Linked DNA regions of Anas platyrhynchos: region 1 is linked to region 2. A link is a contact called in public Hi-C data. All regions are on one chromosome and are shown on one strand. The core of a region is the stretch at or near the end of the contact, and the rest is flanking DNA. Distances in the headings are between cores, read along the strand shown. Region 1 holds the start of RAI1 (retinoic acid induced 1). Region 2 overlaps NT5M (5',3'-nucleotidase, mitochondrial).

Region 1 (6,482 bases), core at 1,979-4,478, 89 kb after region 2:
GCACCATGCCCTTATCTTTGACCCCAAATAAAAATTCCTCCTTGCTCAGCGATCTCCAAACACAAAATTATCTGCGTGTGCATTAATGCCACGTATCAATCAACTTCAGATGCAAATCGGCACAAGCACTCGTCCTTAATTTTACCATAAAAGGATCGTTCCGTGCCAGGCACCTCGCTCGCCATCATCCCAGGGAACGATCAGCAAATCCTCTCCTGGCCATTGAGGACTGCTTGGATCCTCGGCTCCTCCTAATGGGAACAAGCTGGCCAGTTCCTGAGAAAGGGCAAAGCGCGGGGGCCGCAGAGGAGAGCTGCACGTCCTCTCCTCGCCCCCGGCTCGCAGCCTGCCTCCGAGAAACGCCCTCGTTTCTGGAAGCCGGGGGAAGGCGAGTGCTGATGTTTTGGGATTTGGTTGGGAGAGCTGCAACGGGATGAAACCCTCTCAGTATCCTCACAGTGGTGGCAGGGAGCAGCAGCATTTTTGGCTGCCCTGCAGTGCCTGCAGCCCTTTGCCCCTGGCAGCGGTGCTCCTCGATGGGAATCCCTTTTTTTTTTTAGGAGGAGCTGAGGGTAATTAGGGATTTGCAGCACTGGGCGCTTTCTGCAAGGCTTTTTCTTGCTTTTTACTAAGAAATTGGGGGGGAGTTAGTGGTAAAAGGCGCTGTGCAAGCGAAAGGAAAACACCAGGGAGTGCTTGTTGGAACTGCCAAGCACCAGACCACATGAGAGATGTCCTTCCAGGTTACGGCAAGAGCGCAGACAGACAGACAGACAGACAGCAGAGCTCTGAGAGGGGACAAGATGAGTATCTGCAAGAGCTTTGGTGAGGCAAAAAGCTGCAGGCACGTGCCAAGGAGCGAGCGAGCCCCCTTGGTGCCTGCCCCACCGCCGGCACATGCAGCTCAGCCACCGGGCGCTGCGTTTGACCCATTCCCATCCTGACCCACGCTGGCAGCTCCTCGGTCCCACTCGCAGCCCGAGCCCAGAGCCCGGCAGCGTCACACCACGGGCCCAGCTGAATTTCCGCCCCGTGCCCGAGGAACAATGGCCCGTGTGTCCCTCGGAGGCTCCTCCCGCCGTGGCCGCCCTGCGAACACGCGCCCCGTTGTTGGGCTTGGCGGGGCCGCGGTGGAGCTGCAGGTATTTCCTGCCATCCGCCTCCATCCGTGCCCCGCCGGCCCCTTGGGGACACACGGCTCCAGCCCCCGCAGCAACCCGGGACCCCCAGGGACCTGGCACCCCCTGGGGACATCGCAGAGGTTGCCGTGCCCCGGCAGGCAGGTGGCCCTGCTCCAGAGGGACGCCAGCAGCCAAGCAGCTCAGCACCACCTCCCCCCCCCCTTGCTATGCACATCCTGCTGGAAAAGATTTCCCTTCTGCGGTTCCAAGTCCCAGCTGAAATGAGGCTAAAAAACGTGCAAAACGCTGTTTTCTCTTCGTTTCCTTTGTGCGTTTCACAGCATGTTCTGCAAACAGGGCACTTCCTCATAGTTTTGCTTTGGCTCTCGCGCGCAGGAATAAGAGAGGCTTTTATTTTACCAGGAGAACGGGATTACAAATTAGCAGCTGGGCTGAAAGAGCCCAGGAGCTCCCTGTTAAAATACCTGCACGAGCTGCTGGGGCCGAACCCGGGCGTGAGCTCCAGGGGCCACAAGCACGGTGGGGGGGTGCTGGGTGCCCCCCTGCTTGGTGCAGAGCGGGTGCTGGAGGCTGGCGGCCCCTCTGCAGCACAAACAGTTAACCAGCTGCAAGCGCTACCCAGAAAGGGCTTATAGCAGACACCTGACGGAGAGGAAAATACCAAGTAAGCACTAGGCAGCAGTGCTGCCTGCAGCCAATTTTCCTCACTTAATATGTTTCCTGCACTCATCCCCCTCCCTGACCCCGGCCCCTCCTTGGAGCACGTTCAGCCCCAGACGCATGGCTGGTGACCGTCCAAGGCGAGTGGGACCGGTGCCATCTTGTCCCTCCCCAAGGCTCCTGCCATGGCTGCTGCAGCCCCCAGATCCTCCATGGAGGTCCCCGTGGTGCTCGGGACACGGTGCACAAACCCTCACCAGGAAGCAGGTGAGCGCCCCGTGGCGTGGTGGTGCTCAGTGCACCTGTGGGGCTGCTGCAGGGTGCTTGGGGGGGTGTCAGAAGTGCCACCTCTGTGTTTTTGTGAAGGATGCATGTTCCAGATTCAGATGCAGAAGCAGATCTGGATGAGGAGCTGAATCCCACTCTGAGTGCAGATCCAGACATGGATCCAAAATCCCAATCCAAACCCAGACCCTGATCCAAGTGCAGATCCACGCGTTGCCCAACCCTCAACCAAACGTGAATCCAAACCCAGGCACAGACCCAGCTCCAAATCCAGACCTAAACCTTGCTGCAGGATCTGGTGCTTGGTCCCCGGTGCTCAGTGCGCTCCCCCCTGCTGTGCCTGGCACCAGTTCCTGCTGCATGCAGCCCAGTAAGTGCCACCCAGTACCCATACCCACCATGCTGTGGGTACCCAGTGCATGGCAGCCAGTGCTGCGTGCCTGGCGTACGATACCCGGTGTGTGTTTGGCAATACCCAGTGCCCATCACACCCAACGTGTGGCCGGGGGTACCCCGAGCGTGGTGCATGGCTGGTGATGCCCAGTACCTCGTGCCCATCACCCCCAGTGCTCCAGGTGCAGCTGGTGATGCCCGGTACCCGGTACCCCTCACCCCCAGCACACCGTATCCAGCCGGCGATGCCTGGTACATGGTGCCCATCACCCCCAGCACCCCGAGGGCACCCAGCAATGCCCAGTACCCAGTGCCCATCACCCCCAGCACACCATATCCAGCCGGCGATGCCCAGTACCCAGTCCCCATCACCCCCACCACATCATATCCAGCCGACAATGCCCGGTACCCGCTGCCCATCACCCCCCGTGCACCGCGCGCACTTGGTGATACCCAGTACCCCTCACCCCCATCACCCCACACCCCCCCCGCGATTCCCGATCCCCCTCACCCCCCACCCCCCCATCACCCCACACCCACCCCACGATGCCCAGCACCCCTCCCTCCCCCCTTTCTACCCCGCGATTCCCTGCGCCGCGCCCCCCTCACCCCCTTTTTTTTTTTTTGCGCGCAGCCCGGTGCGCGCCTCGCGGTGCGCGCTCCCCGCCGGCAGATGTCGCCGCCGTCGCGGGGAGGGCGACGGGCAACGAATGCACTTCCGACGGCGCTCGGTCATGCCCCCGACTTTCCTCCCCTCCCTCCCGGCGCCGCGCGGGGCTCCCGCCCGCTGACACCGCCGAGGCGGCTCGCACGGCGGCGGACAGCGGCGCGGCCGCCCGGGGATGGCCGCCGGGGCCACCCCCGCCCAGCGCCGCCGCTGAGACGCAGCGGGGCACGGCCCGCCCGGTAAGAGGCTGCTGCAGCCGGGGGGGGGACCGGGGAGGAACCGTGGGGGGGTCACCGGGGAGGAAAAGGGTTTTTTTTTTTAATGCGCTCCGCCGGCAGGGCCGTTGCGCACCGGGAGCGCCGCCCGGGGAGGGCCCGGGATAGAGAGGGAGGTTTGGGGAGGGGAAGGGGAAAAAGGGAAGGGGAAGGGAAAAGGGAAGGAAGGGGAAGGGGGGGTGACAGGCGCGGGGCGGCGAGCCGGGGGGCGTCGCGTTGCGATTGCACCGCGCTGGCGGCTGCGGCCGTGCTGCTGCTGCTGGAGCCGCGGTGGCACCGGTGGTGTGTGCTGCAGCCCCTTCCCTTCCCTTCCCTTCCCTTCCCTTCCCTTCCCTTCCCTTCCCTTCCCTTCCCTTCCCTTCCCTTCCCTTCCCTTCCCTTCCCTTCCCTTCCCTTCCCTTCCCTTCCCTTCCCCTCCCTTCCCTTCCCCTCCCTTCCCTTCCCTTCCCTTCCCTTCCCTTCCCTTCCCTTCCCTTCCCTTCCCTTCCCTTCCCTTCCCTTCCCTTCCCTTCCCTTCCCTTCCCTTCCCTTCCCTTCCCTTCCCTTCCCTTCCCTTCCCTTCCCTTCCCTTCCCTTCCCTTCCCTCTCCTTTCTCTTCCCTTTCTCTTTCCCTTTCCCCTTCCTCTTTCCCTTTCCATCCCCGCGGCCCCTGCGCTGCATTCAGGCTGTGCTCCCATTGCGCTGCGCGTGCCGTGCTTTGCATTTGCAACCGCCTCCCGTTCTGGACCCCCCCTCTCCCCAGGCACAAGCTTGGCTGGAGCTCGGTGATGGCACAGGGGCCAGGGAACCTCTCACTGCCTCCCCCCAGGCTGTGGAGGAGCAATTAGGCTCCCCGTGCCCCCCCCCCAGCAGCATCCTCCAGCTCAGGAGGATGCAACTTTGTGCATTTGAAGCCCCCCTGCATCAAGGTGGGCTGAGACCCCTGCGCCCCCCCGGAGATCTTTCTGCTGGAGCTGCCTTTCAGCTGCAATTGCCCCCGTGCCCACCCTTTTGCCACCACCCCCTGCAAGCATTCACCCCCCTGGGTGCTCTCCCAGCTGGGGGTCCAGAGGGAGCCGTGGACCCCCCAGTTCTAGGGGGTTGGCACCTCGAGGGCTCTGGGGCCGGTCGCGATGCGTCGCGGCTGACGTCGCGGACCTGCCGGAGGTTTTCATTGACGTCAGAGCGGGGAGCTGCTGGGGTGCGCGCTCGCTCCCCGCCGCCTTTCACCGAGCATGGTGCCGGCCCTTAGATGTGAGCAGATTTGGCTTGGCGAAGGCTTCTTGTGGCCACCGGTTCCTGCCTGCGCTCCCCTTGGCGGCGAGCGGTCCCCAGGCTGCCTGTCCTCTGGTGACCTCCCCAAGCGGTGGTTTTTTGCCCTCCCCAAAACAACAGTGAGGGTTTTGCATGTGCGAGGCGAAGGGAGGGCGGCTCTGGTGGTGCCAGCACCTTTGGAGGGCTCTCCCAGCTCGCCTCCAGCTTCTGGGCATCACCGGAGCCTGCTGGAGGCTCCAGGAGTTTCCTCACCGGGTGCTGGGACTTTGCAGGGCATCCCAAAGGGCTGTGGGACGCTGCAGCCGCCTTTCCTGGGGTGGCAGCTCACCCCGGGTGGCTGAGCAGCACCGTGCTGGTGGCTCTGCGGATGTGGGAGCTGTCACCCGTGAGAGAGGATGAGGGGACACGCGGGTGGCGAGGCGGGGGCTGGCTGCGTGTGGTGCCCCGGGGCTGCGCGCTCAGAGCGGGTCTGCTGGTGGCTGTCACCGCCTGGTGAAAATGGAGCTCGAGCTGCTGGGGGACGGGCTGGAGAAGGATGGGAAGGGAAATGGAGAGGACAGGTTCCCCCTGAGCGCTCTCTGCTCCCTGCTCTCCCCCCGGCATACATCAGGTCTGAGCCCCGTGGCATCACCTGGAGGCCTGGTGAGCGCACTGGTGGTGCTGGGGGGGCTCCGTGGGGGGCTGTGCGTGGTGCTGGGGGTCACCAAAAGCCCTGAACAGCAGCTCCGGGGCCGGGGAGCTGTGTGAAGTTCAAGGCAGGAAGTGAGAAATGAGAAAGGGAAAAAAAAAAAAAAAAAAAAGCACAACAATAACAAAAAATAGCACGACCAGTAGAAACTGCCGGGGAGCTTTAGGGAAGCGGCGCGGGGCCGTGCTGGGTGCCCAGGAGCAGCAGCGTGTCCTCGGCTGCTGGAGGGGCTGCCCGTGCCGGGCACCGCGGTCCCACCTCTCCCCTTTCCCAGCTCCGTCTCCTCTGCAAGCCCCAGGGAACGATTGCACGCAGAGCGCTGCGTTTCCGAGCCGCCACAGTCATTTCAGAGACCTTTTAGGCAGGGAAAGTGCTCTGTAGCGTGTAATTTGAAGGCTCTGCTCTGAACCTTCGCTGGCGCTCTGCTAAATGATCCTCTGCTCTTCCAAACCTTTGCTGCCTGGAAACGGGCGGCGGTGACCTGGTTCCTGGCCTTGCTCCGTGCCCGGCCCCGTGCGAAGGTGAGGGGGAGGCGCAGGTTGCGAGGAGCAGCCCCGGGGTGTTTCTCTCTCGTGCACAGGGGGGGCCTCTCAGCCGGCAGGGTCCTGCGAGATTTCAGCCAGCCTTAATCATCTCTCGCCTCTTCCTGAGCTGCGGAGGTTGTCACAGCTCGCGAAGGATTTTCCAGCCTGGAGGGCCAGCTCTGGCGAGGGCTCTGCAGGAGAGCGTAAGGCCCCCTCCGGCTGCCTGCTCCTGCGACACGGGAGCTGTCGGAGCGCGGCCCTGGCAGGGCTGCAGAATTATTTTGGGGCTCGGCAGCTTGCGGCGGGGAAGGACGGTTGGTGCTGCCATCAGAGGAAGCGCGGCACGGCTTCGGTTTAACCGATGGAGCCGGGGGCACGGCGCGCTGCGCCCGGAGGCGACGGGGCCATCGGTTAGCCGGCGAGCGCGGCATCGCCGGGGGTTTCCTCACCCTCTTCTTTTCCTCTCCTCCCCGTCCCTTGCACGAGTTGCCCCGAGCCCCTCGGCGGTTGGAGGCACACCTGCAGGAACAGGGCGAGCTGCGGGTTTCCTCTCGCCGTGGGCGCTGCAGACGCAGGCAGGGCGCTGAGCTCACC
Region 2 (6,694 bases), core at 77-2,576:
CAATCCTGCCACAGCTCGGACCCCGCTGAGAAGCCACGGCAAGGACAATCGTGGTACGGCTCGTGCCCGAAATGTGCATTTCTGAGCCCAAACCCCGATGCTGGGGGCCTGCAGGGAGGATGGGGCATTCACATCAGGGCTGGGCTGTGTCTTTCTGTGCTCTGCTGTGACACCCGTGAGCTGGAGAGGAAATCCTGCTGGAGCTCAGGCACAGTGCATGCCCCTGGCACTCTCAGGGTTAACCAAAAAGCGGAGATTTGGGGCTTTTCCTCTGTTCAGGCTACAAAAAGATGCATGTTCCCATTGCCACGCTGCAAAGGAGACGCACAATAAATTTTTCTGTGCCACTGGCTCAGCCTTTCTCTGCGGGGCGGTGGGCTCTGGGGGCACAGCTGCCTTTGGGTATGCACCCTCCAAATGCCACCACGGTCCCAAAAATGTGCCCAGGGGGGTGGTTAGGGGAACAAGCACCTCTCTGCCCTTGTGGCTACGTTTTGGGGCTGCCCTTGTGGTGGTGGCACTGGGGACGAGTTCCCCAGCAAGGGATGGAGCGAGGTGCGGGGACCTGCAAGTGGCACCTCCCCAGAGCAGGGGGGAGCTGCAGCCCCCTGCCAAGGAGCTTTGGTGTCCTCTCCACAGGCAGGGGCTGCATCAGAGACCCCCAAACACCCCCAGGAGGTGAATGTGGCCGTGGGGCAGAGCAGCACAGAGAGGAAAGGATGTCAAGAGCAATGACAGCACCCCGAACATAATGGGGGCTGAATTGGGTCATCACCCAAAATCTATGGGGATTTCGGATAGTCCCGAAGCCTGGGTGCAGGGTGTGGGTGCAGGCCCCCCTCTGTAAGGACATCACCCCCATTCCAGCCCATTTTGGCACACTCTGGTCCTGCTTGTAGGACCTGTCTGGGGCAGAGCAGGCGATGCTCTCGCCTGCATTATTCCTAAACTCTTTGTTGGCCGATGCCCAAAGAACTCCAAGAGGGGGCTGCGGGGCTGGGGTCAGCCCAGCCGTGTCGCACAGGGGCCAGCCCTGACGCAAGGGCTGCGGGTGGTGTGGGACAAAGCCAGGGCAGGGGACAGAGGGAGGCTGAGTCACCCAAAAAACAGGCTGGGAGCGAGCAGAGCCAGCGATGGCTCAGCCCCTGGAGGCAGCCAGACGGGGTTTGACACCTGCGGGGCTGCCACGCTGCATTTGGGAGCAGGACGGTGCCCGGCCTCTCTGCTCGAAGCCAGGGCCTGGAGGCACATCGTGGGCAAAGCAGCAGCGGGCGTGCAGGAGAGATCCACGGGATGCAGGAGGAATATCCACTAGAGGGGACTGTGCGATCGCGTGTGGGAGCGCGCAGCTGCCAGGCTGCCTCGGAGCAGGATCGGGCTCCTCCATGCAGCCTCCTGCTTGTGCCACCCCTGCAACCAAACCCTGCGGCCCCCTGCTCATCCCAACCCTGCAGCCCAGCCCTGCGGCCCCCCAGCTGTGGGGAAGGACCTCAGCAGCCCTTTTTGTGCCCTTTTGGCAGCTCATCCGGGGGCGCACGGGGTGCCCAGAAATGTGTCTGCAGCTGGAGGTGTGGGGGAAATGTGCCGACCCCAACGGGCAGCCAAGGCTCCCCACGGCCACTTGCTCGCTCCCTGTGAGGATGGGGGAGAGATCGGAAGGGTAAAAGCTTAAAAAAATGGTTGGTCAGAAGAATTGGGGATCTATAGGGTCTCTATGGAAAATATCCCTGGGAAAAATGCAGCCCCCGGCATCCCTCGTCGTTGCCATTCTCCTCCTGCTCTGTGCCTCCCTGCTCAGCTCTACCCTACTTCCCTGCAGGCCCCTGGATCTCCCAGGGCTGAGATTTCATCCGAAATCCCACAAAGGGCCATTACTTTGCTTTTCCTCCCACTCAACCCAAAACCAGAGCCTGTTTTGGGAGCAGAGCTGTGGGTGGTGAGGGCTGGGGGAAGCAGGGAGCTTTCTGACGGATTCCTCTCGCCCCTCAGCACCGGGATGCGGTTTCCCTCCTGGCAGGATTTATGGGTTTTGCCTCTCTATTTGTAAATAAAGACTCGAGTGATGCATATTCTGGAGAGGAATAAAGTTCCCCAGTGCAGGAGGGCAGACGGGAGCCCGCAGCGCTACCGGCAGCATCCCGCTTTCCTCACCAAGACATGAGGCATGGAGCAGGGCTCCAGCACCCCAGACTCACCCCACCCATGCTCCTGGTGGCTTAAAGACCTTCAAAAGTGCCTGATCATTTAGGGTTGCGCATTCCCAAGGAGCCACGAGCACTTCTGCATCTCCCCCCAGCTTTGGTGACCCCACACCCGGCAAGCCCCGTGTGCTCAGCTGCTTTCTGCACCTCCCAGCTTTGCAGCACCTCCCTCGAACCTCCTGCACGTGCCAGGCAGAGCGTTCCCCATACAACACCTGCCCTCGACATGCAGCATTGTTTCCCCAAAACCCAGGAGAGCAGCAGCAGCAGCTCACCACAGCCTGCCTCCCCCGGCAGACCGAGCCGGATCTGTCCTGCTCGGCAGCGGCTGCTTCGTTACCAGCTAGCTAATTCTTGCTCCTTCTTCTATCCCAGCCCTTTGCAGGAGGGAGGGGAGAACAAAACAGCCCTGGGGGTGAAGTTACCTTATTAATTAACGAGGCTGAGAGCTTTGCAGATATTGCGCCGAAGAGGGGAAAAAGGGGGAAAACTGGGCAAAACCAGAATGGCTCGGGTTCAATTGTCAGCCCAATTAACCTAGATCCGTGCCCTCCCTCTGGATGAATAGCTCATTATTATGGAATTGCTTGGGCCCAGCTCCTGATGGAGGGGAATTAAATTCAGGCACGTAACGAGGCAAGCCGGTGTGGAGACGGGACGCGGGGGCTGCCCAAAAAAAAAGTGAAGAAAGGGTGATCTGGGACTGTAGAAGTCCATGGTATCCGGAGCATTCGCGCCGTTGTGGGTCCAAAATGTGGCTGGGCTGGGGCTGATTTGGAAAGGCCTGGTGATGGTGCCGAAGGATAATTCTTTGTGGGCTTTTTGGTGATGGAAGAGAGCAGGAGGAGGAGGAGAAACAAGCAGGAGGCTCCTGCAGGCACCAGCACAAGCACGGAGGACATTTGTGCACCGTTGCTGTGGGTGTTTGCAGTGCCCCCATCTGGGTGCCTACATGGCCCAGGAGCCCAGTGACCCCCATGAATGGCCCTGAGTTTTTGAATTATTATTATTATTTTTTAATTTTGGGCCAGGATAGATTGTGGGGAGCAGGCAGGAGGCCGTGGTTTAGCCAAGCACTCCAGCATCCACGTAATTGCACCAGCCCTGCTCAGCTCAGCAAGGGGTTTCGGCAAGATAATTGGTGTGCTGGGTCAGGGACAAGGTGCTTTGGGAGCTCTTTTGTCTGAAGAAGGGGAAAAAAAAAAATCATTGTGAGCCTTATCTGACCCTTTCCTCCTTGCCCTGCTAGGACTGTTCTGCTTAGAGAGGAGGAAAAATTCCCCCATTAGTGGCTTTCAAACCTAGAGCTATTAAAAAAGCCACAAACCCCAAAAAGTCACTGAGAAAACCTGCCGGTGCCATAGCAGAGCAGGCTTTTCCATCTGCAGGGCTGGTGAGTTTGTATGCAGGGGGAAACTTAAATGCACCATGTGTGAGAAGCCTGCAGGCTTCAATATTAGCTCGAGAGTAGATAAATGTGGTTTTCTTCTGCTCTTGCTAGCTTTAAACTCCCTCATTTCCAGCCCCTCGGCTCAACCCCAAACCTAGCATCCATTCTTGGACAAAAGCACCTTGCAGCGTGCGTGGCAGGGGTACTTTGTGCATAACACAAAGCAGGCATATTTAAAGAAAAAGGCATTGGACACCCTAAATTAATCAATTTTAGCTTTTCCCAGGGCCAGGCACCCTGGCTGCCACTGGCTTCCCTGTGAGCTCCACCACACCAGCTAGGAAAACAGCAGAGCCCTGGGAGTGCTGAACGCAACCCAGGATTAAATTAAAGAGGATTTAAGCAGATGATCACTTCTCTGCTCTTCTTAGTTGGGAAAATGGGAACCATCGCACCGCGTTGTCCACTGGCATCATCACACCCAGCCAAGGGTGAGCTGGTCCTTGTGTCTGTGATGCCTCCGAGCTCCAGAAGCCTTTGCCCTGCTCGGTGTTTTCAGCGATCTGAGATCCTTTGCTCCATCAACCTCACCAGGCAGGGCCTTTCCGAACGTCCCCTCCAACACCTTGTTGATACCAGGTTGGTTTGAAGTGGCAGCTCGTGGCTCAGGCTGGAAAGAAGTGGACCAGGAGGAAAAAAAGGGCAGAAACCAAATTGGGGAAGGTGCTGAGCAAACATGTTGAAGGGAGGCAGCGTCTGAGCCATGCTACAATGGGGCACCGAGGGCACTTCTGCTGCAGTCACCTGCACAAACAGCAGAATAACTGGGCCTCAGAGGGGCGGTTTTGCCTTGCACCATCCTTTTTGTCCCTCACAGCAAATATTCAAGATGAAATGAGACTGAGAAACTTTTTTGGGGGATGCAGGCAGAGGCTGAGCTGCCGCAGGTAGCCCCGACCCCGGACCAGAGCGCATTTGTTTTGCTGAGGTTGTTTGGGCCAAACAACGAGCAGCAGAAACAAACAGCTCCAGCGAGCGGGCGATAAACATTTTTTTCTGCGTGGTTGGAATTATCCGTGACTTTTGACCCCAGATTAAATGTAGTGTGTAACTGGTGGTTATGCATTGAGTCATGCGAGCGGGCTAATCGCAGGAACCCCCTGTTCTCCAAACAGCCTGCACCCCGCGGCTGCCGACTGCCAGCCGCTCACGTTTCCCACCCGAGGCACCCCGCGGGTTTTGCATCATCCTTTTAATTCAGCACTTAGCAAGTGGTTTTTTTTTTCCTCCGGCCGGTATCTCGAGCCCGGAACAAAACAAACCCAGCAGCGCCGTAAGCAGGCAGCCCAAGGCTCCGTGACTGCTCCGGTGTCTCGTAAAGGGCTGGGCTCACGCTCAGCAGGAAAGGTCTCTCCTCTCCATCAGCAGTTCTCATGAAATGAAAATTTCATGAGAAAAAAAAATGAAAAAAATGAAAAAAAAAAGGCAAAGAAATAGCCTTGTGACTGCTAGCTCTGTGTGTAATTTGGGTGAACGTGAGCATTGGGCTCAGAAAATGTTGGTGGGAGGTGGTGGGCAGGGAGACGGGCTCACCGTGGGGGTGCTGCACAATCCTGATACCCCCTGGCCACGCAGAAGGGCCCGGCACAGCGTCCCCAAAAATGGGGCAGAGCAGGGCGAGGGGCAGAGAATTATAGAATCAGAGAATCACAGAATCACAGAATATCCTGGGTTGGAAGGGCTGGAGTTGGACTCAAGTTGGACATCGAGTTGGACTCGATGACCCACAGGTCTACCCAAAAATTCAGACCACACGACTGAGTGCGACCTGGCACCACCGAAACCTTGGGCTCTGGGGACTGGTGCCGGCTGATTTCATCAGGAATAAATCATAAATAAACCAACCTCTTTCCTCCTGCAGCAGCTCACCGGGCAGTAAAAGCCCAGTGGGAAGAGCGTGACCCTGGTGCAGGCTGGCCGTGCGCCCCAACGCGCTCACGCAGAGCTGCCCCAGAGGCATTTGAGCACCAAAAGCTCTTTGTATCGGGGGCCAGCCCCTGTCCCCAACTGTCCCAGGAGGGATGCTGGTGACGTGGGAGGCAGGGGACGCCTCTGCCCCAGGTTTGGGAGGGGACAGCCCTGTCCCAGATGCCCGGGGGATGGTGGTCCCCAGGGGTCCCCCAGCCAGAGCCAGGTTTGGGGTGATCCTGGTGTCCCAGCACCCTAGCTGTCCCCAGCTCCTTGCTGGTTGGAACTGGTGTGGGTACTGGTGCTGAGCTTTCACTTGCTCGGCCAAGGTGGTTCTGCGAGAATACAGAAACGGCTGGAGGGGAAAATCCACGGCTTAGTAAACAGAGCTGAGCAAGGCAGACCTCTCACCCAGGAGGGCAGGGAGGAGGGAAGGGAGCCTGGAGCCGCCCGGGGGCACCCGGGGCTGGATTTCAACACCCGGCAGAAGACAAGGAGCTTCTGTTGGGTTGTCTGGGTCCCCAACCTCCCCACTGTTCCCTTTGTGGGGGCGGCTGTTTGGTCTGGCCCTGGAGCCCCACGCTGATAAGCAGGAGCCGAGGAGGAAGCGAGAGGTGGCCGAGTGCTGGGGGGAAAATGTTGGGGTGTGGGGGGCATCTGGGGATGCTTCCCTGTCCCCCCAGGCAGGGGAGGGTGATAGGGTGATGGTGCAGGGAGGAGAGGTGCCTGGGGATGTACAGAATCAATTTTGGGGTTTATAAGACACCCAGGGCTGTGCCATGTGGCTGGAAACAGGGCAGGGGGTGCCAGGAGGGGTGATGGCCCCACAGCCCCATCGCCCCCACAGAGCTGCCTCTTATGGGGTATGAGCCCGTGTCCCAACTGGCTCTACTCTGATGGGTTTCTCCCATTGCCTGCACCCACACATTTCCCTCCCATGCAGCTTCCAGGCATTTTTGGGGACATCTGTCTGCCCCCAGGGTTTTCTCCCCGTGCCGGGTAGGGTCAGGCCGGGACAGCCGTGCTGTTGGGTCCCTGCTGGCCACGACGGCTCCGTCCCGCTCCACCTCCAGCATAAATCACATCTGGCCGTAAATCCCCGCCAGCCTTCAGGGACCCGTCCCCGAGGAGGGCC

What was found. A called contact is a pair of places that touch in the nucleus more often than the background predicts.
Region 1: a contact with region 2 is called in a Hi-C map of subcutaneous adipose tissue, with 2.2 times the contacts expected there. The contact joins the promoter of RAI1 here to the enhancer-like site in region 2. A contact is called at or near these places in 3 of 8 Hi-C or Micro-C datasets (F5 follicle, liver and subcutaneous adipose tissue).

Annotation. Positions count from the first base shown.
Region 1 is chr15:17,124,505-17,130,986 of IASCAAS_PekinDuck_T2T, forward strand. It overlaps RAI1 (retinoic acid induced 1), which reads left to right and starts at 3,229. Exons shown (of 6, transcript XM_072023880.1): 1 at 3,229-3,386.
Region 2 is chr15:17,037,060-17,043,753 of IASCAAS_PekinDuck_T2T, forward strand. It overlaps NT5M (5',3'-nucleotidase, mitochondrial), which reads left to right. Exons shown (of 5, transcript XM_005011227.6): 5 at 1-350. Among named protein-coding and RNA genes, the nearest start is that of NT5M, 11 kb to the left of the region's middle. Within about 2 kb of position 1,327, at least 3 of the 8 cell types and tissues checked have an H3K27ac peak or open chromatin away from gene starts, as enhancers often do. A contact at or near this core is called in subcutaneous adipose tissue, where this site is marked.